Regions from separate parts of the Mus musculus genome. Here all the other regions are linked to region 1. Evidence: chromatin contacts called from public capture Hi-C and promoter capture Hi-C data. All regions are on one chromosome and are shown on one strand. The core of a region is the stretch at or near the end of the contact, and the rest is flanking DNA. Distances in the headings are between cores, read along the strand shown. Region 1 holds the start of Upk1a (uroplakin 1A). Region 2 holds the start of Cd22 (CD22 antigen). Region 3 holds the start of Cox7a1 (cytochrome c oxidase subunit 7A1). Region 4 holds the start of Clip3 (CAP-GLY domain containing linker protein 3).

Evidence for each region. Promoter capture Hi-C pulls out the DNA fragments that hold promoters and counts their contacts. Capture Hi-C pulls out chosen DNA fragments and counts their contacts.
Region 2: a contact with region 1 is called in a capture Hi-C map of macrophages, with 2.7 times the contacts expected there. The contact joins the promoter of Cd22 here to the promoter of Upk1a in region 1. A contact is called at or near these places in 15 of 39 promoter capture datasets (the 3T3-L1 cell line, 3T3-L1-derived adipocytes, the C10 cell line and 10 more), 5 of 484 Hi-C or Micro-C datasets (bone marrow-derived macrophages, brown adipocytes, cortical neurons and 2 more), 10 of 115 datasets of contacts at active chromatin or transcription factors (bone marrow-derived macrophages, craniofacial prominence, embryonic basal ganglia and 6 more) and 4 of 9 other capture datasets (adipose tissue, liver, macrophages and 1 more).
Region 3: a contact with region 1 is called in a promoter capture Hi-C map of second pharyngeal arch cranial neural crest. The contact joins the promoter of Cox7a1 here to the promoter of Upk1a in region 1. A contact is called at or near these places in 5 of 39 promoter capture datasets (cranial neural crest, embryonic stem cells, hippocampal neurons and 2 more), 2 of 484 Hi-C or Micro-C datasets (B cells and embryonic stem cells) and 3 of 115 datasets of contacts at active chromatin or transcription factors (bone marrow-derived macrophages, embryonic stem cells and pancreatic cancer cells).
Region 4: a promoter capture Hi-C map of embryonic stem cells shows a contact between it and region 1, with 6 read pairs. The contact joins the promoter of Clip3 here to the promoter of Upk1a in region 1. A contact is called at or near these places in 14 of 39 promoter capture datasets (the C10 cell line, the HPC-7 cell line, cranial neural crest and 9 more), 1 of 15 datasets of contacts at CTCF or cohesin (large pre-B cells), 1 of 484 Hi-C or Micro-C datasets (B cells), 5 of 115 datasets of contacts at active chromatin or transcription factors (bone marrow-derived macrophages, embryonic stem cells, large pre-B cells and 1 more) and 5 of 9 other capture datasets (adipose tissue, embryonic stem cells, liver and 2 more).

What each region holds. Positions count from the first base shown.
Region 1 is chr7:30,609,819-30,616,584 of GRCm38.p6, forward strand. It overlaps Upk1a (uroplakin 1A), which reads right to left and starts at 2,916. Exons shown (of 8, transcript NM_026815.2): 1 at 2,896-2,916; 2 at 2,569-2,656. The coding sequence starts at 2,649.
Region 2 is chr7:30,877,096-30,884,082 of GRCm38.p6, forward strand. Cd22 (CD22 antigen) reads right to left here and starts at 3,247. Exons shown (of 16, transcript NM_001043317.2): 1 at 3,141-3,247; 2 at 2,834-2,922; 3 at 2,100-2,245; 4 at 955-1,012; 5 at 344-748. The coding sequence starts at 991. It overlaps D7Ertd128e (a long non-coding RNA gene), which reads left to right and starts at 4,858. Exons shown (of 3, transcript XR_881941.3): 1 at 4,858-5,043.
Region 3 is chr7:30,179,089-30,185,541 of GRCm38.p6, forward strand. Cox7a1 (cytochrome c oxidase subunit 7A1) reads left to right here and starts at 5,083. Exons shown (of 4, transcript NM_009944.3): 1 at 5,083-5,157; 2 at 5,997-6,083; 3 at 6,187-6,271. The coding sequence starts at 5,143. It overlaps Gm5113 (predicted gene 5113), which reads left to right. Exons shown (of 3, transcript NR_157376.1): 3 at 1-3,236.
Region 4 is chr7:30,287,569-30,294,300 of GRCm38.p6, forward strand. Clip3 (CAP-GLY domain containing linker protein 3) reads left to right here and starts at 4,127. Exons shown (of 14, transcript NM_001360763.1): 1 at 4,127-4,274; 2 at 4,587-4,798. The coding sequence starts at 4,633. It overlaps Thap8 (THAP domain containing 8), which reads left to right. Exons shown (of 3, transcript NR_144498.1): 3 at 1,965-2,669. It also overlaps the pseudogene Gm50588.

The sequences.
Region 1 (6,766 bases), core at 1,666-4,165:
GCAGGGAAAGGTTAGCCCAGCAGTTGGATTGTGCGAGTCTCCAGAATTCAGCCTTTCCTGGTCCACAACCTCCCATGCCCTTGGGGTAAAGTGGGGCTTGGAAGGGAGGCCGACTCACATTTTTATGAACAGGGATGGGGTGGGCGGGGAAAAGCCAAGAAGGAAGAAGAGGTACAGGTAGAACCTCAGCCCCCCACATCCCTGGGGCTGGTTGCTTCAACAACAGGAAGCTTGGAAAGCAGGGTGGGCACAGGGCAACTGCTGCGCTGGCCTGCCATGCTTGGCGGCGCTGTTCTCAGCATTTTATGGGTGGGAGGAACCACATAACACTTTCAGCAATTCTTTGGAAGGTCAGTTCAGCCTACAGGTGCACTGTCTCAGGCAAGGCCAGGGCCAGCTAAGAGGGCTATTCTCAGCAGCACTGTGATAAGCGGGGTGGAGCCACGTGGCAGAACCCCTGTGTGACTGCCAGATGCCTGGAATCGGTATTCTGTGGTCTTGTCTGGAGCAGCCTATAGGCAGTGTGAGCTACTGAAGGGCATACAGCAGGGTGAGCTACACGGGAACAAGAAAATGGGCTTATCTCTTCCTATTCAATTGTGTTTGCTTAAAGAACTATCAGGAAGACTGAGGGATGTCTCGCAGTTGGTACAGACTGCTTCTCTAGCATGCAGAAAGCCCCATGCTCAATTCCCAGTCTTGTATGAACTGGGCCAGCTGGTGCACACCTGTGAGCCCAGCACTTGGGACGTAGAGGCAGGAGGATCTAAAATTCAAGGATATTCTTAACAATATAGGGAGTTGGAGGTTAGATTAGACTACATGAGAGACCTTCTCTCAAAAATAACAAAAACAAGCCAGGTAGGGTGGGGCACACCTTTAGTTCCAGCATTCCAGAGGCAGAGGCAGATGGTCTCTGTGAGAGCCTGTTCTACAAAGCAAGTCCAGGACAGCCAGGGACAGTTACACTGAGAAACCCTGTCTCGAAAAACAAACAAACAGCTGGACAGTGGTGTCGCATGCCTTTAATCCCAGCACTTGGGAGGCAGAGGCAGGTGGATTTCTGAGTTTGATGCCAGTCTGGTCTATAGAGTGAGTTCCAGGACAGCCAGGGCTACACAGAGAAACCCTGACTTGAAAAACAAAACAAAACAAAACCAAAACAAAAAAAAAAACCAGGTTGTCATGGGGACAAAGGAATTACAAACTGTCCTCTGTAATGCCAGGCTTGATGGTACACACCTTTAATCCTAGCCCCTGGCAGGCAGAGCAGAGGTGGTGGATCTGTCCTGAAAATCAGAGATGAGGGGCTGGAGCACTGGCTGCTCTTCCAGAGATCCTGTGTTCAATTCCCAGCAACCACATGGTGGCTCACAACCATCTGTAATGGGGTCCTATGCCCTCTTCTGCTGTGTCTGAAGAGAGCAACAGTGTACTCACATACATAAGATAAATAAATCTTAAAAAAAAAATCAGAGATGAGGAAAGAAGGAGAAAAGGAAAATTTCTCTGTGGACAAGCTTTGGTTGTTGTCTTGGGTTTTTGACACAAGGTCTCATGATATAACCTAAGTTGGCCTGGACTTACTGTGTGGTCCAAGGTGATTTCAAACTTGTGGTGTGGCAGTCCTCCTGCCTCACCTCCTCAGTGCCACAGGTGTGTGCAAAGCATCCCTGTTCCTCTCTTCTCTCTCTCTCTCTCTCTCTCTCTCTCTCTCTCTCTGTCTGTCTGTCTGTCTTGCTGATGAGAAAGCCAGGGATCACAGAGGTGATACTGATGGCCTCCAGTCCCATAACTAGCAGAGCTGGGATATGAACCCAAGCCTGCCTGGCTCAGGGCAACACCCAAGCATCACATAGTTTTCCTCTTTTAAAAACCAACATCACAACATCAGCTGGACAGTGGGGGCGCACACCTTTAATCCTAGAACCCAGCGGGCAGAGGCAGAGGCAGGAGGATCTCTGAGTTCGAGGCCAACCTGGTCTACAGAGTGAGTTCCAGTACTTGATACTTGACAGATTCTCTTGACACTAATTCTCAACTTTCTCTTCTCTTTTCCCTTCTCTTCTCTTCTCTTCTCTTCTCTTCTCTTCTCTTCTCTTCTCTTCTCTTCTCTTCTCTTCTCTTCTCTTCTCTCCTCTCCTCTCCTCTCCTCTCCTCTCCTCTCCTCTCCTCTCCTCTCCTCTCCTCCCCCTCCCCCTCCCCCTCCCCCTCCCCCTTCCTCTCTCTAAACAGAACTTCACACACTATAGTTTAGATTGGCTTCAGACTCACAGCCATTATTCTCTGGCCTCAGCCTTCCAAAAGCTGCGATTACGGCTGTGTGTGTGTGTGTGTGTGTGTGTGTGTGTGTTTACCACTCTTGTCTCTCAAGCGTTTCCCCTGAGTTGTGGATGAATCTACATGATCCACAAGAAGGATTCCCAGAGAACAGGTTGCTCCCTCTGTAAGAACAGGTAGCTGGGATCCCCTTTAGGATCTGGGACTAGAGCCTGCAGCTCATAGACCTGGGATCTCAGCTGCCACCTCCCCACCACACTTTCCCGCTCCCATTATTCCGCGTCTCACCAAAATAATGATGTTGCCCACGACCAGCAGCCCCACCACCACAGGAGACCCCTTCTCTCCCTCTGTCGCTGCAGAAGCCATCTTCCTGCTGGGGACACAGAAGCAGGGCAGAAGTTAGGAGGGCAGGAGGCAGGGTCTACTTCAGACCCCATCTACCAGGAGATGCTCATGAGCTGCAGAGCCCAGGCTGGTGTCCATATGCCCAGAGTCCAACAGCTTAGCAGTGAGCCTTCTACAGAAGAAGAAAAGCCGAGCAGCCTCTAACTGCAGGGCAGCTGTTGCCCTCCCCAGCCCCTTGCCCTGTCAACCCCCAGAACACCTCCTCACCTTCTCTACAGAAGCCTCTCTGGTCAGCCCCAGCTACAGCAGCTCCCTATATATGCCCAAACCCCTCCTTGAGCCAGTCTCAGAGGAGGAGGGGGCAGGAGTTCAGCAGACTGACCATGATAGATTTTTATGAGCTCCTTGACACTCAAGTGATTTACAGACCTGAAATTCAGGATTGTGCTCCTGACTGGCCACTGGGGCAAGGTGATCTATGTACCCAGAGGCTCTAATTCCCAGGCTGCAGCCATGCCAGAGGGGTGGGGGTGGGGATGGGAAAAGTTAGCCACTTGATCTGTCCTTTCCTTAGGTGCACGGTAGGCTTTCCCGAGAGCAGGGGTCAGATCCATGACAGATCCTCGTGGGAATCCCACATTAGAAAACTGCCTTCTGTAGCTTTGGAGGCAGAGGGAGGACCAGAGAGAGACCCCACCCACACACCCACACCCACACAGCAGAGGATAATGGGGTGGGCTCAAGGCAGGGCTGTGGGAGGGAATTGAGGGCAAGGTGCAAGGCACGCTCAGAGGTGCTTGGTTATGGCTACAGTGGCAGAAGAGAATGGTGAGGGGTTTGAGATAGGTATGTATATATGAAAAAGGAGGAAGGAGTATGCTAGAAAAGGAAGGGGACATGTGGTATGGATGTGGTGGGAGAGGAACTCCTCCTCCCACCCGGGACGGCCGCGTGGACATACACACACACACACACACTCTTCAGGCTGAAGAATAGAAGGGATCTAAATTCAAGTCAGATACAGAAGTGCACGCCTGTAATTGTAATCCCGGTAGTGGGGAGGCGTAGGCAAGGAGGATTATGGGTTCGAGACCATCCTGAGCTATATAGGCAGAGAGGTGGGGTGAGGTAGTGGGAAGGAGAAACAACAACAACAACAACAACAACAACAACAACAAAAGCAAGCATATCTAGGCTTAATTCCTGCTGTCTCCTCTAGCAGCGTAACTAAGCGCACATCTGCACCGTCCAGGTCAGGAAAAGCTTCAGAGGTGTGGTGAATGGGTAGAGCCCGAGGTCTCTCGGACAGCGCCCTCTGGTGGTCGCTTAAAGCAAGAGCCCGGCCCCAGAAATTCTCCAGGGGTTTTGTTAAATTCTCTTTCCCAGTGGTGGCTTTCCTATCTATTGCAGAAGGCGGCAAAAAAAAAAAAAGGCACTTAAAATTCCCCTGCCAAGACAATGGGTTAGCTGAGCGCGTGAGATTAGGACAGGAGCATCTTGACCTCAGGGTCATGTTCAGTTTCCCTGCCTTGGTGTATGCCATTAATCCCGGCAGAGAGAGTTCGAAGCCATCCTGGCATTCATGGGGAATTCCAAGTCAGTCATAGCTACCCAATGAGACCCAGCCCTTAAAACAAAACACCAGGCATTCTTGGTAAGAAAGCACATGAGGTGTTTTCCAATGTAATTGGAAATTATCAGCTTCCTTTAGATTTAAAATACCTGTTCTCTTCCCATTTACATCTATCTAAGGGCTTCCAAGAAAATCTAAACAAAAGTTCATGGACAGAAATGAATTTTAGTTAAAATAATTTGCTAAATAATTGGGCCTTATGTTTATGTGTGTGTGTGTGTGTGCGCGCGCGCGCGCGCGCGTATAAATTTATTTTATTTTTGCAACAGTCTCTCTACACAGCCCAGGCTGTCCTAAAATTCACTCTGCAGACCAAGCTGGCCTAGAACTCACATGATGGGGGAGAACTGAATCCTGCAAATTGTCCTTTGAACTCTACCCTCAGGCTATGGCACATGCACCCTTATTGCATGCATGTACTCACAAATATGAACACTAAATAAATGTAATAAAAAAATACTAGAGAGCTGGGGCTGGAGAAGAAGGCTCAGCAGTTACGTGTATATACTGCTCTTGAAGAGACCTGAGTTTAGTTCCCACCCATATTGGGCAACTCACAACTGCAAGTTACTCCAGCTTCAGAGAATCTACCACCCTCTTCTGGCCACCTCAGGGACATACAATCCCTCACACATACAATTAAAAGTAAAATAAAATCTCTTGAAAAATGAAAGAAAACATCCAGGGCTGGTGCTACGAAACATGTAGTCCAGCACACAGAAGGCTGAGACAGGAGGACTCCACTTTCAAGGAATGCCTGGACCACACAGTGAATCCAAGGTCAGCCTGGGCAACAACAAGATTCTATCTCAAAAGGCAATATGAAAAGAACTGGAGATGCTGTCCTTGGAGATGGGAATTCGGTCCCAGCATGGTACCAGGCAGCTCACAGTCACATACATGTAACTCTAGTTTCAGATCCAAGGCCCTCTTCTGGCTTTACAGGACATTTGCATGTGTGCACAAATACACATATAAATTTAAAAAAAGAGCTTGTGATGTAGCTCAGTACTTGCCTAGAATCCCCCAGTAAGGGGCTGAATGCATGGCTCAGTGGTAGAGCCCCTGCCTGGAATCCCCCAATGAGGGACTGGGGGCGTGGCTCAGTGGGAGAGCCCCTGTCTAGAATCCCCCAGTGAGGGGCTAGGGGAGGGGCTAGGGGTGTGGCTCAGTGGGAGAGCCACTGCCTAGTAACTATCAGTGAGAGGCTGAAGGTGGGGCTGTTGCTAACCTGTGGGTGGCTCTGAGTTCAATCCCAGGACCAAGAAGGCAGTTCTCATTGTCTAATCTTGTTACAAACACAGGAGGCTTTGAGCAGTAGTTAATGATCCGCCCCTAGGCAGGGATCTAAGAGATCCCATCCAAGGGCCATTATTCCTCAGGACGTCTGAATTCTCATCATTGGCCAGGAAGGTGTGGCTACAGTCCCTTGCACATTTTCCAGCTGGTCAGGCTGACTCCCGGACACACTGGTGTGTGGCAATTCCTTTGGGGGATGGTTTGCCATTCTGGCCTTGTCTCAGTCATGACTTTCAACCATTATGGTGATAAAGGGGAGGGAACCTTGAACAGAGACTTGCTGTTAGGCACCAAGAATTCCCTGCCGTTCTACAATGTTAGAAGTCCAGCTGGTTGCTGGTGTGTTTGTAAACCATCCTCCAGTTCCATAATGGAGCTGAGAAAGGGTTGTAAGTTTTAAGCCAGCCTGAGATACAATGAAACCTTTATGAAACACTGAAGCTACAATGAAGAAAAGGAGAGGGGAGGGGAGGGGAGGGAAAGAGAAAAATCTACATAGGGGTAAAATAGCATTTCCAGGATTTACTTAAAAGTTAAGAAGGGCTGGAGAGATGGCTCCGTGGTTAAGAATGCTTGCTGCCCTTGCAGAGGACCCGAGCCACACTGGACAGCTCACAGCCTCCTATCCTCTAACTCCAGTTCCAAAGGATCCAGGTCCTTCTGGCCCCTGAGAGTACCACACTCATGTGCACAGAGCTCCCTGCCACATACATACACATAAATAGAAATAAAGTCATCTTCAGCAGCCTGTGATTCCAACATGTGGCTCTCAGGGCAATCCTGGGCTACATGAGACCCTGTTGAGGAAAAAAGAAAAAACACAAAGGGGGAAGGGGAGGAGGAAGTGGATGGGACATTTGTCTGGAATTGCTCAGTACAGCTGAAGCTGCGCTCAGCAACAGAGTGCTGGCCTGGCACACATGAAGCTCTGGGTTCAAGTCCCAGTACTGCTCTTTTTGTTTTGTTTTTTGAGACAGGGTTTCTCTGTGTAGCCCTAGCTGTCCTGGAGCTCACTTTGTAGACCAGGCTGGCCTCAAACTCAGACATTCACCTGCCTCTGCCTCCCGTGTGCTGGGATTAAAGGCGTGCGCCACCACGCCCGGCAGTACTGCTCATTTTAACACACCAGAGACTTAAAGCTATTTTGTGTGACCATCCACTCCAGTAGAAGAGACTGGAAAGACAGCTCAGTGGTTCTGAGTACTG
Region 2 (6,987 bases), core at 1,997-4,496, 270 kb after region 1:
ATGACCCCGAGCCAGGTGAGGAAGGGTGGGAGAGGGGAACCAGGTACAGCAGCCAAGGAAATGGGCTAGAGGTAAAAGAGGGTGGGCTACCCAGATGGCTGGATTATATAGGGAAGAGCCTGGGGGAGGGGCAGCCCGGCTCTTGGGCTGGGGAGATGGGCTAGAGAGTGGGGGCCAGGAGCCAGCCATTCTTTGTAATAGGTAGGGACTGAGGGATGCTGGGAGAATCTGGTGCCAGGCCCTCTTTAATATGTTAAATAGGCACCTTGGCTGTTTGCTCCAGGGTTTGAGCAGGTCCCTCTTTGCTGCCGCTAGAACAGTTGGCTGTCTCCCCATGCCTTACCCGAGACATTGAGGTGAATGGGCTCCATCCATCGTTCAGTCCCTGCGGTCATCCTCAACCCCAGATTCCCACTGTCATTGGCACGTATCGGGTGGATTTTCAGGGTACAATTGTCTATTCTGTTCCCCAGAAATGTTACTCTCCCTTGCTTAGAAAGGTACAGCTCAGACTCTGGGTCCTTCTCAGTCTTTGTGGCGTTGTACAGGACAGTTCCTGTGAATTTCTTGGTGGCCTTGTCAAACTCATAGTTCTGAAAAAGGAGGATGTTGTCCAGACGTGCCTTGGGTAGTGGAGTTTTGTACTTGCAAGGAATCCTGATGCAGGCTCCCTCCCAGGCAAAGAGGGTTTGGGGATGGTCAACGGTCCAATCATTTGCTGAGCTGTACCGAGCCGAAGCCACGTGTCCTAAAGGCCACAACTCTGGTCAGAAGTTGTTACTGAGGGGTGAGAACTTCCACTGGAAGTAGGAGAGGGAGACACTGGGGAGACACACGGTGGAGCAGGAGCACAGAATCTCTGCGGTTCCCCTCCAATGCCCCAGGTCCATCCCCTCTCTGCATTATCCACTGATATCTCCAGACCCAGCTACCAGCCTGGGCCTCAGCACTTACCTAGGATCAAGAGGAGCCACAGGTAATGGACGCGCATGGTGTCTCGTCTGGGTGGGACCTAAAGAAGGAAGAATTAGTCTGTAAACTGGATGTGTTAGCATGTGACTGTAATCTCAGCATTCAGGAAGTTGAGTAAGGAGAATTGCTATGAGTCTGAGGCCAGCGTGGGCTACATTCTGAGACCCGGTCTCAACAAGAACAACAAAAGGAATTTGCCTTTGAGCCATCTTGTTGCTCCCTTATCTTGTTTGTTGTCCCCTGAGTTCTGGCCCCTTTCTTCCTGATTTTGTGTGTGTGTGTGTGTGTGTGTGTGTGTGTGTGTGTGTGTGTGTGGTGTGTCTAGTTATAGTGATAGAGATGTGGGTAGAGCCCCTGCCTAACAAGCACAGGATCTAGATTCAATTGTACTAGTACTAGCCCAAAAAGTAAAACTAAACTCATAGTGCAGTATATTTGGAGGAAGTTGGAAAGCCTTAGAGCAGCGAGAAATCTGAGCGATTGCCTCCTGAGCCCTGGGTGCTGATAGGGAGCAAGGGGCAGGCATCCCTTTTCTAACAACAGCCAGTCGTTAGCAGGTGGGAATGGGGACCTCATGTTGTCCGATCACCCACTGTCTGACCATAAGGAAGAAGCCAGATTGTCATGAGAAATGTCTTGCTTTAGAAGCAATACATAGGACCAGCCATAGTGGTATATACCTAAAAATCCCAGAATTTTGGAGCCTGGATCTATGAATACAAGCTTGAAGCTAGTCTGGCTTACCAAGTCATTATGAGTAGTATTAAATAAGTAGTAGCATACAGCTCTAGCCTGACGGATCAATTTAAGGGCAACTAATTTACAACTCTTATCTCTCTCTCTCTCTCTCTCTCTCTCTCTCTCTCTCTCTCTCTCTCTGTCTCTCTCTCTCTCTCTCTCTCTCTCTCTCCAACAAGCTTGGCCTCCACCATCCTACACTTTATGTAGAGTTAAATTTAACAATTTAACTCTATTCATGTGGCTGTGATCTCTGTGTGAGTCCCCAGGGATCTTGCAGGATGTGCCAACAGAGTGTGTCTCCGGTGTCCGAGAGCAGAGCTGTGTCCCTTCGCTTCCCTTCCCTTCCACCCACCCAAGGTTTCCCATACCTTGCACAGCATCCTCACCTCCCTCTCTCTCCTGCTATTTCTCTCCCAGGCCGCAGGGCACAGGTAGTAAGGACTTCTGGGTGACCAGGAACAGGTGTAGGGAAAGCCAGTTCAGTTGCTGAGCGTGGGCTGGGTTCTGCCTCCACGGTTGGGGGTGGTGTGGCCTGGGTGTATATAAGAGGTTTGTGGGCTGAGGCTGGAGCAGATCATCTGAGGAAGAGCTTATCTTAGTTTCCCAGGTACAGGGAATGCACCACATAGAGATGTCTTCAAAGTCACAGCCACTTGGGAAAAGCAGAGCTCAACAGGAGGCTTCACTGCAGGACTTCTTAAGTTGTCTAAAGAGCTTAGACAGGCAGTGGCCATGCTTCTTTGGCCACGAGCTCTATTTTAATCTTTTCCAATGAAAGCGTTGCAGGGTTGCAAGCTCTGTTCTGGAGGACACACTTTAACACACCGGTGGGGTTGCTATAACAAGGGCTGTGGTGACAATCAGCCTCTGGGTGCTGGACCACCCTGTTTGTCCGGCAGCCCCTCCAGCCACATCCTTAGCAGAGCCTGGCTGGAGAACTCAAGCTTGAGCAGGAAGCAGGCAGTTCCAGAGTGAAGCTCTGAACCCCAGGAATTTACAGCATGAGAAGCAGGGACCTGAGCCTGGGGCCCGGACGGGTGAAGAGGTAGAGCAGGGTGCAGCAGCAACAGTTACTAAGTCCAGAAGCTTAGAACAGGGCCAAGAACTGTGATCTGCTCACCTTCTGAGAGCCTCAAGGTTAGCTTCCTGGTCCCATCATTTCCTCCCTGGCACTCAAAAGCTTCTTCTACCTCAGAAGACCCAGAAAGCCTGGAAAGGGGACACTGAACGACAGGGATGGGGAGAACAGGGTAGGGATGAGGGGTTGGGGTTGGGGGTTTAGGCGTTGGAGGGTGAGGTTTGTCTGTGCCTATTGTAAAGTAGATGAAAAAACACAGCAGGCCCTCGAGGCCAGCACACAGAGGCCACTCCATATCCACTCCATATTTACTTGTCGAGAACAAGAGAAAAGATTGAAATGGTTTTACCTGTTTCCTCCTGTGTTCGATCTTCAGGATCCCTAGCAGGATCTGAGAGTAAGAAAACTAAGAAAAGTCTCACACGCTTGGCCACGCCCCCTTCCTCTCTGGGCCTCTGCGAGAGACCAGCAGATATGGTGTGGATGAGAGGCCGTGGTGGAGAACACAAGTTTGGGGTCAGATTGATTCTCTGCAGTCACGTGTTGGCTTGGGTGTCTTCCATGTCTGATGAATTTCCATGCTGCTTTGTCCAGGCTCCCTAGAGCCAGACAACACACAAATACATACCTGAACACACAATAATCAAACACACACACACACACACACACACACACACATATATACTCATGCACCTGGGCGCCATCACAAATAAGTAATAATGAAGTAAAAGACTTCCCATTCAGGAACCCTTCTTCCCAGAGCTAGAGCTCCCAGCTGGCTGGGGAAGGAACAGGTCTTCTTGAAGGTGGCTTTCGCTTGCTGATACATCTTATTGCTAGCAATCACACCGAAGGCAGGAGCAGAGTGATCTAGCACTGACATGAATACCTTAGCAGCTCCACGGGCGAGGGGAGGACCAGAGCTCTGGGGAAGAAAGATTTGCTGAATGGGAACTCTTTACTCCCTTTTTATTTATATGTGATCGTGTCAAGACGCATGAGTGTGTGTGTGTATGTGTGTGTGTTGTGTGTTTGAGCATTGTGTGTGTTCAAGTGTATATTTGTATGTGTGTGTTTGTGTGTCAGGTGAGTGTTATGTTTGTGTATATGTGTGTGTTGTGTGTGTGTTTGTATATTTGAGTGTTGTGCATGTTTGTGTGTTTGTGTTGTATGTTTTTGAGTGTTGTGTGTGTTTGTGTGTGTTATGCATATGTGGTGTGTGTGTACATGTGTATGTGTGTGGTGTGTGTAGTATGCCTGTGGTGTCTGTGGTGTGTATTTGTGAGTGTATATGTATATGGTATGTGTGTGGCATGTGAGAGTATGTGTTTGTATATTATGTGTATTTGAGTGTTGTATATGTTTGTGTTGTATGTTTTTGTGTATGGTGTCTGTATTTGTGTATGAGTTGTGTGTGTTTGTGTTGTATTGTGTGTGAGTGTGTGTGTTGTGTACATGTATATGTATGTGGTGTGTGTATATATGTGTAGTGTGTGTGTGTGTGTGTGTGTGTGTAGAGATCAGAGGACAACCTGTGGAACGCTCTCCTTCCACATTTATGTGGGTTCCAGGGGTCAAACTTAGGTTGTCAAGCTTGCCCACAACCACTTTTACCCACTGAACCATCTGGCAGCCCTGCAAATGGGAAAGTCTTGAGATTGAAACTGAGTCACTTGCTAGGCAGCAGCCAGCAGAGAGATGCAAATTCTACAGATGGCAGGGAACATGAGGGCAGAGCTGACCTCAGCTCTACAGGCCCAGGGAATGTGCTGCACAAAAATGTCTTCAAGGTCATGGCTGGTCAGGAAAAACTGAGTGCAGACGTGCAGGGGCCACTCATGGCTGGGAGGAAAACTGAACCGCCAAGAGGCAGGAAACTCCTTTGCAAAGTATATGTGACCGTGAAGATGGATTCTGTAGCTTAAGAGCCTAGGATCTGGTGGGGTCTCCCACTGAGATAGGTAGAGGTCAGTGAGCTCCAAAATGTATAGGGGACACATGACATCCCACCTGGTTCTCTATTAACTGAGAGCTAAGGATAATGGTTTAGGGAGGGGAAAGTCTGGGATAAACATTCCGGGGGATTTGGATGAAGTCTGGCTCTACAGATAGCAAAGGTCACCGGCTTATTAATAATATCTACTCCTAACTTTCTGGGTAGAAAACAGAGGAGACACCCCTGTATTTACAACATTCCTGTTTTCTCCAGTGTTATCTGTGAAGACGGAATGGCGTGTCCCCTCTACACAATAGTAAGTAGGCTTTACTGTAGTCCTTCTGAAGCTGGCTAAAGAGCTCTATGTTACTAGACATGGGAGTAGCCTGAGGGTAGCTAGAAACACACAGCATCAGAAAGAGTTAAGAAGAACTACAGAAGATAGTGATGGGGGAGGGGGGAGCGGGATGTAGAAGGACTGCTTCCCAACCACTCAAGAAATTGAAACAGGAAGATCAAAAGTACAAGATCAGCCTAGATTACAGAGTAATTTCAAGACAAGCTTCAGCAAGTTAATGAGACCCTGTCTTGAAATGAAAAATGGGACCTGGGAGTATGATAGAAGAGTAGAATCTTTTCCCTGCCTAGAATCCCCCAGTGAGGGGCTGGGAGTGTGGCGCAGTGGTAGAGCCCCTGCCTAGAATCCCCCAGTGAGGGGCTGGGGACATGGCTCAGTGGTAGAGCCCCTGCCTAGAATCTCCCAGTGACGGCCTGGGGGCGTGGCCCAGTGGTAGAGCCCCTGCCTAGAATCCCCCAGTGAGGGGTTGGGGGTGTGGCCCAGTGGTAGAGCCCCTGCCTAGAATCCTCCAGTGAGGGCCTGGGGGCGTGGCCCAGTGGTAGAGCCCCTGCCTAGAATCCCCCAGTGAGGGCCTGGGGGCGTGGTTCAGTGGTAGAGCCCCTGCCTAGAATCCTCCAGTGAGGGGCTGGGGGCGTGGCCCAGTGGTAGAGCCCCTGCCTAGAATCCCCCAGTGAGGGCCTGGGGGTGTGGCTCAGTGGTAGAGAATTTGTCTAACATGTGCAAGGACCTACTTTTAACCCCCAGACTGCCTCACCCAAAAGTGGCAATGGAGGAGGGCACAACCAAGGTGGAGAAACTCCACAAATCAACAGCAGAGAGCTAGATTTGGTCTCTGACCAGAACTAGGATTGAAAAGGAGAAGCTATCTGGGTAAGGTGGTGCACCATACCCAACCAGGAACTTTAATTAACAACCAGGAACTCTTCAGGAGGGGTGAAGCCTCATTATGTCCCTCTCCATCTATGTTAGATTCTAATTACATTTTTTGAAATGGTCCTTACTATGTAGCCCCGGCTGGCCTGGAACTTTCTGTGTAAACCAGGAGTGTCCCCAGCTCACAGAGACCATCCTTCTTCTCCCTCCCTAGTGCCAGGACTAATAATATTTTTTCATCCATTTTTGGCTGAATCCATAGATTCCAAGGTGGAGGATATGAAAGACCGACTCTCCTTCTCCCTATTTCTTCTGCTAAGTACAGTGAAACTCTGGGGCTTTATTAGGAAGCACTGGAAGGCTCAGAAGAGCAGAGAGACAGCTCAAGCCAGGTTGACACCCTGAATCCTTGAGGTTTAGTCTGCTGCTATGTATTTATTGTAATGCTAAATTCTGTATCTGAAGATCTAGGCCTTGCATTTACAAGCTTTTGTTGAGCAAACCTTGTGCCTTAATTTAAAACTACTGGTTAAATAAAAGTGGCTGCAGTGAACTACTGGAGGGATTAGAGGCAAGTGAGCAGGGTGGAAAGCAAAGAACGAGAGGAGAGATGTAGGCTGATAGTTTTTAAAACCAACTTTAATAAGGGTTCTTAAATGCTTTACCCTCCCTTCTAGCCCACCACCCACCAGAGGCAGTGGAAAGGAAAGATTAATAGGGCAAAGGAGGGTGTGGACCTGGTTTGTTTGTTTTTAAAATATTTATTTATTTATTTATTTAATACGAGTCCACTGAGCTGTCTTCAGACACACCAGAAGAGGGCATCAGATCCCATTATAGATGGTTGTGAGCCACCATGTGGATGCTGGGAATTGAGCTCAGAATCTCTGGGTAGGAATTGAACTCAGGACCTCTGGAAAAGCAGCAAGTGATCTTAACCGCTGAGCCATCTGTCTAGCCCCATGGACTTGTTTAGAAATGGGGTATTTTTGGCTTTGTTTTGTTTTTTTGGGTTGTTTGTTGTTAGTT
Region 3 (6,453 bases), core at 3,833-6,332, 430 kb before region 1:
AACCTGTGCTAAAAAATAGCTTGATATGAATGTAGAGAAGGCATTTATTACCTATCAAAATATGTTCAGTTTCTGAGAATCCCACATAGATGGCCATGCTGCTTAAAAGATTTTTTAAAAAGATTTATTTATTTATTTATTTTATGTATACGAGTAAACTGTTGTTGTCTTCAGACACACCAAAAGAGGGCATCAGATCCCATTACAGATGGTTGTGAGCCACCATGTGGTTGCTGGGAATTGAACTCAGGACCTCTGGAAGAGCAGCCAGTGCTCTTAACCACCGAGCCATCTCTCCAGCATCCCCCCCTCCCTTTTTAAGATTTATTTAAAAAGATTATTTGTTTGGTGTGTTGCGAGTAATGACTGTGCCTTTGGGCGGGCGTGGCTTAGACCTGAATTTGTTCTCACCCCCACTGGTTACTGATGTCATTGAAGTTACTGTGCAATTTTGTCCTTCTTTGACCCTTACTTCTTTTTTCTCTTGGTATTTATTTGTTTTTTAAGGGAGAATCTCATAGAACCTCAGCTGGTCTCAAAATTATTATGTGGCTGAGGATGTCTTTGAACTCCTGATCCTCCTGCCTACGCCTCCCAAATTATAGGCTTGCATGACCATGCCCAGCTAATAATGTCTTAGGTTTTGCATTTTGTTTCGTTTAGTTTGAGGGAAGGAGTTGTTTTTATTTTGGTTTGGTTTGGTTTGGTTTGGCTTGGCTTGGTTTGGTTTGGTTTGGTTTGGTTTGGTTTGGTTTGGTTTGGTTTGGTTTGGCTTGGTTTGGTTTTTAGAAGAGACTGTCCTAACATGTAGAAGACCTCCATGGTGTACTTTGCCGTGCATCTGCCACCGTGGCATTCCCTGCAATCCGTAATTAAGATTGAGAGACTTAGTTGGATGTGGTGGCTCATGTCCTCTGGGCCTAGCACTCTGGAGGCAGAAGCAAGTGATCCAGACAAGCCAAGGCTGCAGAGTGAGACCCTGCCTCAAAAAGGGAGGGGCATTGGAGGGATGGCCAGCCATTAAGAGCCCTTGTTGCTTCTGCAGAAGACCGGAGTTTGGTTCCCAGCATTGTGGTTCACGACCACCCATAACTCATAACTCCAGTTTCAGGGGATCCAGGATCCACTTCTGGCCTCTCCAGTCACCAGCATGTACCTGGTGCACATAAATTATATACAGCTTTAAAACAAACAAAAACAAAAACCAAAAAAAAAAAAAACCTTGAACTCCAAAATGAACATGGACAGTACTTTCTGCTTACTTTGGGAGTTGGGAAATGGAACAAGTCAGGTTCTCATGTAGCCCAGGCTAGCCTCAGAGTTCCTCTACAGCTAAGGATAAAGTAGAACTAGTCCTCCTGACTCTACCTCCCAAGTGTTGAGATCACAGATATTTGCCACAGTTTTAAATATTTATTTATAAAACCTAAAACTCAGGGACTCAGAGAGAGGAGATGCATAGGAGGGGCGGGGTACACAGACTGGAACCGCTTTCCTCTCAGCGCCAGCCAGTTTCCTTTTTGTTTTTTCAAGACAGGGTCTTTCTGTGTACCCCTGGCTGTCTACCACTTGTTCTGTAGACTGGGCTAGCCTTCAACTCAGAGATCTGCCTGCCTCTGCCTCCTGAGTGCTGGGATTGAAGTGTACCACCAATGCCCAGGCACTAGCCATCTACCTAATCCTTTAATACAGTCACAGTCCTGGAGCCTGCCAAAGGGCTATTTAATTACATATTAAGGTATTTAATTATGGACAATAAGTGATTCCAACATCTCCCAAACACCCCCTCCCTAGAAGCCCAGGATACTGAGAGCTGGATGCCCTTTCTCTGTGCCTTGGTCTTTCTGGTGCCCAGGCTCATACTCAACCTATTTGCGGGCCACCAGATATCAATGCATAAGTAACATCGTCAATCCTTCTAATGGTTCAAAGAATCTCAGGAGCTGGGTACTAGGAGCTGGAGGCAAAGACAAAGATGTATTTTCTGTTACACAGCGGCTACCTTCATTCAAACAGAAGTACTAGTGGGTTTCGTTTTGTGGCAGAGTCCCTCTATACAGCCTTGGCTATCCTGGAACTCAAAACCACCCTGCCTAAGCCTCCCACAAGGTTTATAGGTGTGAACTTATGGCATACCTTAAAGCACTTTGGGGGCATCTGCTTTCCTACATTGGAAACATTTTAAAATGACAATTGTAAGCCTGGTTTGTGATACTTGGTTGAGACTACAATAGTCAGCAGGGTGAGACGTGAGAATCCCGAGTTCCAGGCAGGCCTGAATTATGTGGCAAGACCCTGTCTGGGGGACAAAGTGGGAGGGGGCATCGCAGAGTAGGGTTGAAAATGTAAATCCAGAATTATCAGATTCGTGGAAGGAGTCAGGTTGGAGGAGCAGTTGAGTGTTTTTGCCACAAGATGGCAGCACAATGCTACCAAACAGGTTTTGCAATCTAGGCCACTGCATGCAGCCAGTTCTGATACCTGCCTTCCACCACAAGCAATTTTCTGTTCCTTTGCTTGCTTGCTGTTTTGTTTTGCTTGAGACAGGGCATCAATATGTAGCCCTGGCTGTCCTGGATCTTACTCTATAGACTAGGTAGACTTCTTAGACTCACAGAGATCTGTCTGCCTCCTGAGTCCTGGGATCAGGGACACACACCACCATGCCAGAGGCTTGCTTGTTTTTAAATGAAGGGATTCACATAATGGCCTTGAACTCCACAGGTAACCAAGGTTAGCCTTGTCCTCCTAATTCTTCTTGTCTCTACCTCCTAAACCCTGGGGTATGGGCTGCTATGCCTGGCTTGGGGCGGGGGCTTACATGTAAACATGCACAGGGCTCCATGTACTGTAGGCCAAAAGCTGACGACAGGGTCTTTCTTGGTTCCTATTTATTGAGTGAGGGTCTCTAGACCCAGGACAACCTTATAGGATCAAACAGCAAGCATGCTGAACCATAGAGCTGATTTGCTAGCCTTTTTTGTTTTTTTCTTTCTTGTGGGAAGCGGTTTCGCTGTGCCTGTGTGGCTTAATTGGTAAACAAGCAATGTGCGCATGTGCGAGAATGTTTTCGTGCCAAGTCTTGGCCCATCCCGGGGCATGATGATGAGGCTCTGGGAGAGCAGCCAATCAGGTGTGGACACGCCACACTAAGGTGTATATAAGCAGCGCCTTTTTGGTGCTTGGGGTCTTCCTCTTCATGTTGAAACTGGTGTAATAAAGTTGCTGCAGAAGGATCCGGTTTCTCACGCGTGTGTTCTTGCTGGTGAGACAATAGCGCGTGTGAGACTTTCTTTCTTTGGTGTTTTCAAGACAGGGTTTCTCTGTGTAGCCCTGGCTGTCCTGGAACTCACTCTGAAGACCAGGCTGGCCTTGAACTCTAGCCTGTCTTTTTCTTAACTATGCTAACTGAATTCTGCAGTAAGCTCACTTTATTGCCTCAGTAAACCTCTAATTATACAGACATAAAGGCTAGAAATTAAAAGCAAAATGACCCACTCACTAGCAGTCAGACCTGGTGATTTATCAGGGTCCATCTACAATTAAGCCTAACTCCTAAGTCCCACCCAGATGGCCAGTCTCAGAGAGAGAGAGAGAGAGAGAGAGAGAGAGAGAATGGGCTGCCATGTCACCTCTGTTTAGGTTGGATCCCAAAGAAAAGATCTAGGGCTGGGCAGTGGCAGTGCACGCCTTTAATCCCAGCACTTGGGAGGCAGAGACAGGCAGGCAGATTTCTGAGTTCAAGGCCATCTTGGTCTACGGAGTGAGTTCCAGGACAGCCAGGGCTATACAGAGAAACCCTGTCTCAAAACCTAAACCAAACCAAAAAAAAAAAAAAAAAAAGAAAAGATCTAGGAAGCTTAATTTCAGCTAAAAAAACAATACAAATGCCCCATATTTTTCTCTAAGGGAACAACTCTTTCTCCCTCTGCTCTTTCCATCTCTCCCATCCCCTTCACGACCCCTACCTCCCTACCCTCCTCTCCTCCATCTGTTCACTGTCTATTCTTTTTTATTTTGTTATGTGCATTGGTGTTTTGCCCGAATGTATGTGTCTGTGAGGATGTTGGATCCCCTGGACCTGCAGTTACAGACATAGGTAAACAGCCATGTAGGTGCTAGGAACTGAACCAGGGTACTCTGGACTAGCAGTCAGTGCTCTTAATCGGCAAGCCACCTCTCCTGCCCTCCATTGTCAGTCCTTAAACTGTTTTTTTTTTTTTTTTTTTTTTTTTTTTTGAGACAGGGTCTCTTTACGTAGTGCCTGTAGCAAGGCTGGAACTCACCGTGTAGACCATTGTAGAACAGTGAGCCTCAGAAGTGCAGGAATTAAAGGTCTGGGTCACCACGGCCCGCTTTTCTTTTTTCTTTTTCTTTTTTCTTTTCTTTTTTTTTTTTTTTTTTTTTTTAGTTTTTCGAGACAGGGTTTCTTTCTCTGTGTAGCTCTGGCTGTCCTGGAACTCACTCTGTAGACCAGGCTGGCCTCGAACTCAGAAATCCACCTGTCTCTGCCTCTGCCTCCCGAGTGCTGGGATTAAAGGCGTGTGCCATCACGCCCGCACAGCCCCCCCCCGCCCCTCCCCCCTCCTTCTCTCTCTCTTTTTCTCTCTCTCTCTCTCTCTCTCTCTGTCTCTCTCTCTGTCTCTCTCTCTCTCTCCCTCCCTCCCCCCCTCCCTCTCTCTCTCTCTATCTCTTTAATTTCTTAAATCAGTTCTGGCCTGGTAAATATCTTTATCTGTATCGGGGTGACTCCTTGTTTCCTCAAGAACACTGGGGAAGATCCTGACTTGGCCCTGAGGAAACAAATATGGAAACTAAGGCTCCAAGGTGCAGTGATCACTCATTCAGAAGACAGACATTTATCTCTGCCCTCACTGGCTCCCAGATTATCAGCAGGGTAACCCTAGATAACAGCCAGGGAGTGGCAAGTCCCTGAGCCACTGTCATTGGGGTCAACCCAAATGCGGAAACGATGACTGACAAGTTGGAACACTTTCTCTCTGACCCTATTGGACAAATCTAATTTGGTCACGCCCCACCAGTCTGGGAGTCAGTGGGCGTGGCTTGGGATTCCCTTAGGGTAAAGTGCTGCACGTCCTTGGGCGAAGAGGGGAGGTGACTCGGAGCTGCTGAGGACGCAAAATGAGGGCCCTACGGGTGAGGCCCCAGCACGGGCTGTGTCGGGGTGGAGGGGAACCCCACAACCCAGATGCCTAACCTAAACATGCCAGGATCCGGAGTCTTAGAACAGGTGCACCCTTCAGACTGGGACTTCCTCCCTGGCAGCCTGAGCTTCCAGACAGCACTATCCTTAACATGGTCCAGAACCCTGGGTTTAAGCCTCCGTTTACCCGAGTCCCCCTTAACATCCCAGGGGGCCCTAAAACCAACTCTCATGGAACTTCCAAGCCAGTCTTGCCATCCCTGGAACCTGATTTTCTGGTATTAATCTAGCCCTCTCCTTCAAACCCCATAGCGCCCATTTCACATTCTCAGCACTGGAGTCTCTCACAGCCTGCAGAGAGTTCCAAGCTGTAGCTTCTAGACACCGATTCCCCATCCCCACTCCTTTGTTTGTTTGTTTGTTTGTTTGTATGTTTGTTTTGACACAGGGTCTCCCATAGCCCAGGCTGGTCTCTAACTTGCTATGCAGCTGAATGTCCTTGACCTCCGACCTCCACCTCCCAATTGTAACAACTTATGTGACACCTCCTCTCATTTTCTAAATGCTTACTAAGTAGCCCAGGCTGGCCCCAACTCCTGCTTTCCTCTTGAATGCTGGGATAATAGGCTTCCACCAATGTCTTGACAGATGTCCCCACCCCCAACCCCCACCCCACCCCCGCTCTCACTAGTAACTATCTTGCCTTAAGATATCTTACCTAGTTCTTCATCAGAAATGTAGTCCCCACATCGCAAAGCGCTCCCTTCCTGCGGGATCCACATGAGGGCAGATCTCCAGGTGCTCCCTACAGACCCATCTCCTATCCCTCCAGGTCTCCCAGGCTCTGGTCCGGTCTTTTAGCTCATCTACCAGAAGCCACTTAGAAAACCGTGTGGCAGAGAAGCAGAAGCTCTTCCAGGTAGGCGGGACAGAGTCTCTGGACCTAATGAGGGGTGGGGGTCGCTGGGCAGGTGGAGGTCTGTGCAGGAGCCAGCAACCCTGTTCTCACCCCTCCAACTCAGGCCGACAATGACCTCCCAGTACACTTGAAAGGCGGGGGAATGGACAACGTCCTGTACAGACTGACCATGACGCTGACTCTGGGGGGTAAGTGCAGGACCACTGGCTTGCTCTGGTCATAAGAATAGCCAGGGTCCTCGGGCAGTGGTGGCGCATGCCTTTAATCCCAGCACTTGGGAGGCAGAGGCAGGCGGATTTCTGAGTCTGAGGCTAGCCTGGTCTGCAGAGTGAGTTCCAAGATAGCCAGGGCTACATAGAGAAACCCTTTC
Region 4 (6,732 bases), core at 2,877-5,376, 320 kb before region 1:
TTCTTTGTGTAAATATAAGCAAACTGGAATGCACATCCTTATTTCCCTTTGATATTTTAGTATTACTTTTAAAAATGTATGTATGTCCCGTGTGTGCATGTGCCCACAGAGGGCAAAAGAGAACATAGAATCCCCTGGAACCAGAGTTATAGGCAGGTGTGAGCCACCTGATGTGGGTGCTGGGAACTGAACTCCAGTCCTCCGCAAGAGCAGCAAATGCTCCAACCATCCCTACACACACACACACACACACACACACACACACACCAGGCAGAGTTCTGATTGTTGTTTCTTGCATAAAGACAGGATCTCATTATGTAACCCTGTCTGATCTGAAACTTGTTATATGAAACAAGCTGACCTCCAACTCACAAATCTGCTTCCCGCCTGCTGAGGTTAAAGGTGTGCACCACTACCACCTACTAGTTTTCCGTTTCTGGTGTCATTTCTCTTCTATCTGCCATTATTTAATACTTAAAGTTGATCCATTTGAAGAAAAACATTAAAGAAACGTGTGTGGAAAGCCTTGTGAAGATCTTTGTAGATGAGTGCTTGTGTAAATGATCTTGTGCTGGGTAGCAAACTACCTCCATTTCTACTGATAAACATTTACTGCCTCAGAGGTTGTAGCAGCTGCTGCAGGATGAACCTGCCAGGACTCAGTCGTGTGGAAAGCAGGAGGCTGAGCGCACAATCCTCTTGCCTCAGCCTCCTACATGCTGGGATCACAGGAGCGCCACCAAATCCACGCTAACACTACAGAAACCAATACAGTAGCCATTCTTAGAAATATTGGTCTCCCTTTCTCTCAATGTGTGTGTGTGTGTGTTGCTGTGGGCGTGGGCTTAAGACCCCCACCCTAGCTGCCTGGAAGCTTCCAATAAAGCCCTGCAGATGAAGGTGTAGAACTCTCAGCTCCTCCTGCACCATGCCTGCCTGGATGCTGCCATGCTCCCGTGTTGATGATAATGGACTGAACCTCTGACTCTGTATGCCAGCCTCAATTAGATGCTGTTTATGAGTTGCCTTGGTCATGGTGTCTCTGTACAGCAGTAAAATCCTAACTAAGACACCCAGTTTCCTTAATGCTGGGCTTATGTGTTCCGCCATGTCCAGCTGTAGGTGGATGTTTCTTGGATGTGTGTGTGAGTGTGCATGCACATATACACACAGATTATATTGCGGAAGAATCCCTGTTGTATAGATAAGAAGGAAGTGTTTTCCCTTGGCTTCAGACTCTCATATCCTATATATCAAATTTTATAAACTTCTCTCTCAAAGTCATGCACAGGAACAGAATTGGAGGCTGGCAGTGGACAGCCACGATAGAACCCAGCTGGAAGAAGGAGGAATCAAGTTGGGATGAGAGGAGCAGGGGAGATGATTGATAATGGAGCCCCCAAAATAGGATGTGCACATTGGAGAGCCAGCCTGGGTGGGAGGCATGAACCTGGAGCCATGCTCAGGGCCCTTGGGTATGAATATCCTCAGGTCAGGGGATATGGGAAACTGTAGCACGCATCCACCATGTTGCAAGTTCCCCTGAAGGATGGTCCAGGCTGTAGGCCTGTCTGCAGCACATGGGCAGTGAGCACTGGGTGTCCAGCTGCCCCTAGTACTTGAGCAAGTGAGCATTCCACACCCTCCTGCTTCCAATGGCGATGGGGAGTTCACTCCCTGCAGCCTGATGCGGTATCCTCCACCGTCTCCAGGGCATCAACTGACAAGGTAAGGAGGTCCCTGCAGAGACTGATCCCAGCCTTCTCCACTAGGGAATAACCATAGAATCTGGGCTCCAGCCCCCACCCACCAAGGCAAGCCCCTCTTCGATTCTGCCCCTCAGTCTTCCCCTCTAAGGGAGGTCCCTGTAGAAGCTGACCCCAGCCCTTAACACCCAGAGGAATGCCCCTGGGAGCACTGACTGCTCTGATGTTCTAACCCCTCCCTTCCATCCTGTCTTCCAGAACCAAGAACCAGGAACACCAAGAAGCCTGAGGCACTACCCTTTCCTCCTGGACAGGAAGTTTCCCCTGCGCCCCTGGAGCCCAGCCACACAGCCTCTGGCTCAGTATATTTCATGGTGCTGGGACCTCCATCTCTGGGGAGACCCTGAGGCAGCAGCCGCTATTGTCCTTCCTACTTGCTTCCACAGTGCCAGGGCTTGGAGCCCCTGACCAACACCAGGCTACTCATGGGGTGCCGAAACAACGAGTTCACAGGTTCAGAGACACCAAGAGCAGCACCGGGCACAGCTGTGAGCTTTGGAACAGCTGGTGTGGCAGCTGTACTGGGAGAGCCTGCTGGCCTGCGCACACAAGCGTCCATTGTACTGTCTGAGAGCCTCTGGGACTGGCAACCAGGACACTGGCTCCACCTGCAGGGTCTCTGCTTTAAACCAGGGTCCAGTGTTAAAGAGCCTTCTGTATCTGTGGGGGTGTAGGAGTGGCCTTGCAGTAGAGGGCTTGCCTATAAGAGCCACCCCCCACCCCACCCCGAGTTCCATCCAGCACCCGCCAACCAAAATAGGCCTGTAATCCTGTAATCCTACCAAGAGGAAGGCAGGGGCAGGAGAATGACAGCAAGTTCAAGGCTAGCTTAGGCCATTTGCAACCGTGTCACAAATGAGCAGGCCTGCTAACACCTGTTGTGGGGTGACACAGCCTCAAACCATGCCTGCCTTTGAGTTCATGTCTGCTTGAGAAGAAGGTGAACTAGTTAACTAATAAACCAAATCACTCCGAGCCAATCAAGACTGAAGGAGAGGGGCTGACAGCAGTGTGTCTGTGACACGTGGGTGGAGAGGGAGCCTGTCTGGAGGGCACTTGGGCCAGGGTAAGAGCAACTCTGCAGAGCCCCTACCATCTGGGCCATCACAGTGAGGACGGCTGGATTGCCCTAGAGAACACCTAAGGGGGTGGGTACAATTTTTATAAAGAGCAAAGATGTCACTGAAAAGGTACTTATGGGTAAAATACTAAGAGGGAAGGGAGGGAACCATCCAGGTGTCTGTGGGAAGAGTTCCTAGGCAGAAGAGACTGTGAGGATGTGGTACAGATGTAGTGAAGTGAACTAAGTGGATCCTAAGGGAAGGTGAAGATGGAGAGGTGACAGGCAAGGTCATGTAGGGACATGGTGGGCTATGGTGGACCACACTGGAGAGTGTGTGTGTGAGGAGGAAGAGGAGGAAGAGGAAGAGAAAGAAGAGGAAGAGGAGGTGGAGGAGGAAGCGATTGTAATTGGTTCTTGCTATGTTGCCCAGGTTGGCTCTGGATCCAAGGCCTCCGTCTTCAGCCTCCTAAGTGCCAGGGTTGTAGGCCTGTACCATACCTACTAACACTGGCTATTGCTGGGGTTGGTGTCAGGCAAGCAAATGTGTCTGAGTCCAGCAAGGTCCAGAGGCAGAGCTTGTTATTACGGCACCAGTTCAGCCAGGCTGAGGACAGAGAGAATAGAGGAGGCTGAGGCTGGTCCAGGCAGGGAGAGGCAGGATAAAATTCTGGAACTATCTCGAAGAGGAAATTCCCAGTCTGCCCATTAGAAGGAAGAGGTGGAAGGCCGAAGCCACGGTGATTTGTGGTGTAATAGATAAGGCCAGGCAGGTGTGAGGCTGAGGTGGCCCTGAGCTAGAAGTGATACATATTTTTAGAGATGGCACCCAGAGACCGTTGGTCACCTCTCTACACTACCGCAACCACAAAGCTTGGTTCAAGTACCACCATCCTTGAGCAGGTGGCTAACCTTTCTGTCCTGGGTGATGAGGGTAAGAGTGAAGAGAAAAATGTGGCCCTCCCTTTACGTGGGACGTGGGATGAGCATAGAAGGAGTAGGACTGAAGTTTACAAAGGGCTGACACAGTACCAGACTCACCACTGCTAAACACGACCTGGTTTGCTAAGTGGAGGAAAACACCCGTTCCCACCCATGTCTTTTTAGTCCTTCTGTCTACCTCATCCTGTTCCAACTCTATGTTTGTCACATCCTTCCAGGGGACTATCTCCCATTCCTCTGGAGATCCCGAGTGTCTAGCCCCTTCCCGTGGCCTCCAGCGTCTGCCTCAGCGCTCTGTCTCCCAGCTTCTCCTCCCCCGCGTCTTGTCACTGCGCATGCTCCGCCAGCGCCCCTCCTTCTCCATCCCCATCCCCCGCCAGCGTCTGGGCCTCGTCCCCTTCTCTCTGTCTCCCTCTCGTCCCCCATCTCGTCCCCCGACACTGACACCCCGATACTCCTGAACTCTCTTCAGTCCCAGCCTTGCTCTCCAATCGGCGCCATCTGAGGTAAGATGGGAGGCTGGGGAGAAGGGGAGGGGCGAAGCATCCTGCATCCCTAGATAAACAAACCCCGGGAGGGGGCGGCCGAGACCCAGGGGCCTGGCACCCGAAGAGAAGAATGGGAGGCTGGGCCTGAGAGAAGTGGCAGGCATTGGGGCCCATATCCCTGGGCCTTCTAACGAGTAACGGGGATCCCTTTGGTTGCCCAAATCCAGAGCTGGGGACTAGGGGGCCGCCCGTGGCTCTTGAAGGGGCTTGGACCCCCGCGCTGTGGGGAGCCCTCTCATGCTGACCTATATCTTAAGGGTTTGCCTCCAGGCCACCCCCCCAACTTTGCACAGGCCCCCAAGGGCTACAGAGGACCATGACTAAGACGGATCCTGCCCCAATGGCCCCTCCGCCCCGAGGGGAGGAGGAAGAGGAGGAGGAAGAAGACGAACCAGTTCCAGAAGCCCCCAGCCCCACCCAGGAGCGCCGGCAGAAGCCAGTTGTGCACCCCTCAGCACCTGCTCCGCTCCCCAAAGACTACGGTAACCACTGTCCCCACCCTAGAATCTAGTCTGGAGCTTTAGGTGATGGTGGGTGGCTTGGCTGAGCTGTGTTGATGGTGATGATGGGGGCATGCTGAAGGTGGTCCACTGGAGTCTTAGTTGATGAGCCCTTTAGACTGCTCTCCTTCGTTAATTACACTATCATCTGTTAGAGAATGGGGGTTGGAAAAATTCTAGTCCTCCATTCATGACATATCAATTCAGTCGTTTAGTCATTCAACAAACACTGTCTGGAAGCTACTGCGAGCCTAACTTTATGCTAGGAACTGGAGCTACAGCACAGAGCAAGATTTTCCTAAGACTTTGCCAAGAGAACTCCCCAATCGCAGTCCCACAAATGAGGCTAAATATGAGATTACAGGAGACAATGAGATTGATTTTATCAAGCACAGAATGCTGCAAGAGCTTTTAAAGACAGGGTTCCCCTTAAGAGGTAGCATGTGGGGAAAACCCAGGTCGGAGCAGGGAGGAGGAGGCTGCAGGAGAATTAAACACAGGAGTCAAGGGTCTGGGGTGGAGGGGTGTGAGGGAGGAGCTGAGAGGAACTGGGGAAACGAAGTGTCTTCATTCGTGGAGGACGGAGGATTCAGGCATCAGCCTTGCTCTCAGAGAGACCCAACAAGTGAAGGGACATACTACCTTCACTGTGCACAGTGGAGTGTGTGCTGTCAAAGTATCAAAAGGCGAGACATCCAGCAGAAGACGCGGGTAGTTGCTGGCTCTTTCTGATTAGGTGCATTGCAGACTGAGGCCAGAAGCACCAGGAGGAAGCAGCTGTAAGCAGCTTGGACCAATAGCTCCAGTTGGAGAAGAGTGTGTGCAAAGGCCCGGGGGCAGGAATGCAGAAGAGTGTGTGCAAAGGCCTGGGGCAGGAATGCAGAAGAGTGTGTGCAAAGGCTGGGGCAGAAATGCAGAAGAGTGTGTGCAAAGGCCCGGGGGCAGGAATGCAGAAGAGTGTGTGCAAAGGCCTGGGGCAGGAATGCAGAAGAGTGTGTGCAAAGGCTGGGGCAGAAATGCAGAAGAGTGTGTGCAAAGGCCCGGGGGCAGGAATGCAGAAGAGTGTGTGCAAAGGCCCGGGGGCAGAAATGTAGAAGAGTGTGTGCAAAGGCCCGGGGGCAGGAATGCAGAAGAGTGTGTGCAAAGGCCCGGGGGCAGGAATGCAGAAGTGTGTGCAGAGGCCCGGGGGCAGAAATGTAGAAGAATATGTGCAAAGGCCCAGGGGCAGAAATGCATTTGGAATTGCAAGACCACAAAGCTGCATTTAGGGAGTAATCAGAAATGGGGACAGGTCTGGGAGGGACTTCCAGGCCACACCAAGGGCTTTCCCTGTTTTCTGAGTGTGAAAAGGAGAGAACAGTGTGTGCATGTGTGCAGTCTAAAAATAGAGTAGGGCAGCCTTGTTAATTACGTTTTAGTTGATTTTGTGTGTGCTTGCACGTGCATGCCATGGCATCTGTGTGCCAGTCAGATGACACATTTCTGTAGCTCTTTCTCTCCTTTTACCCCGTGAATCCCCGGGATCGAAGTTGGGTCATCTGGCTTGGTGACAGGCCTTTACCAGCAGAGCCATCCCACTGGCTCTTGATTGACAACCTTGAAAGCTCCTTCTGGCTTCTGATTAGAGAGAGAGAGATGGCGCTCAGCCCCGACTGGATGTGGGGGAGAGGCGTGAGGACCTCTCCAGCGAAGGCGTTGGCTGGCAGCGCCCAGGGGCTGTGAGATTCAGAAACTAGTGCTAGGTTCAGAGAGTTGGGGGATGGGGCAGGAGGAATCGCCTGTGGACATGTCACCTACAAGGGATCGATCAGAGGGACAAATTTTAGTCTAGCTAGAAAAATAAAAAGAATATTATCTGGAGAGATGGCTCATTTGAGAGAGTCCTTGCCATTTAGACATATTTAGATCCCCAGTAC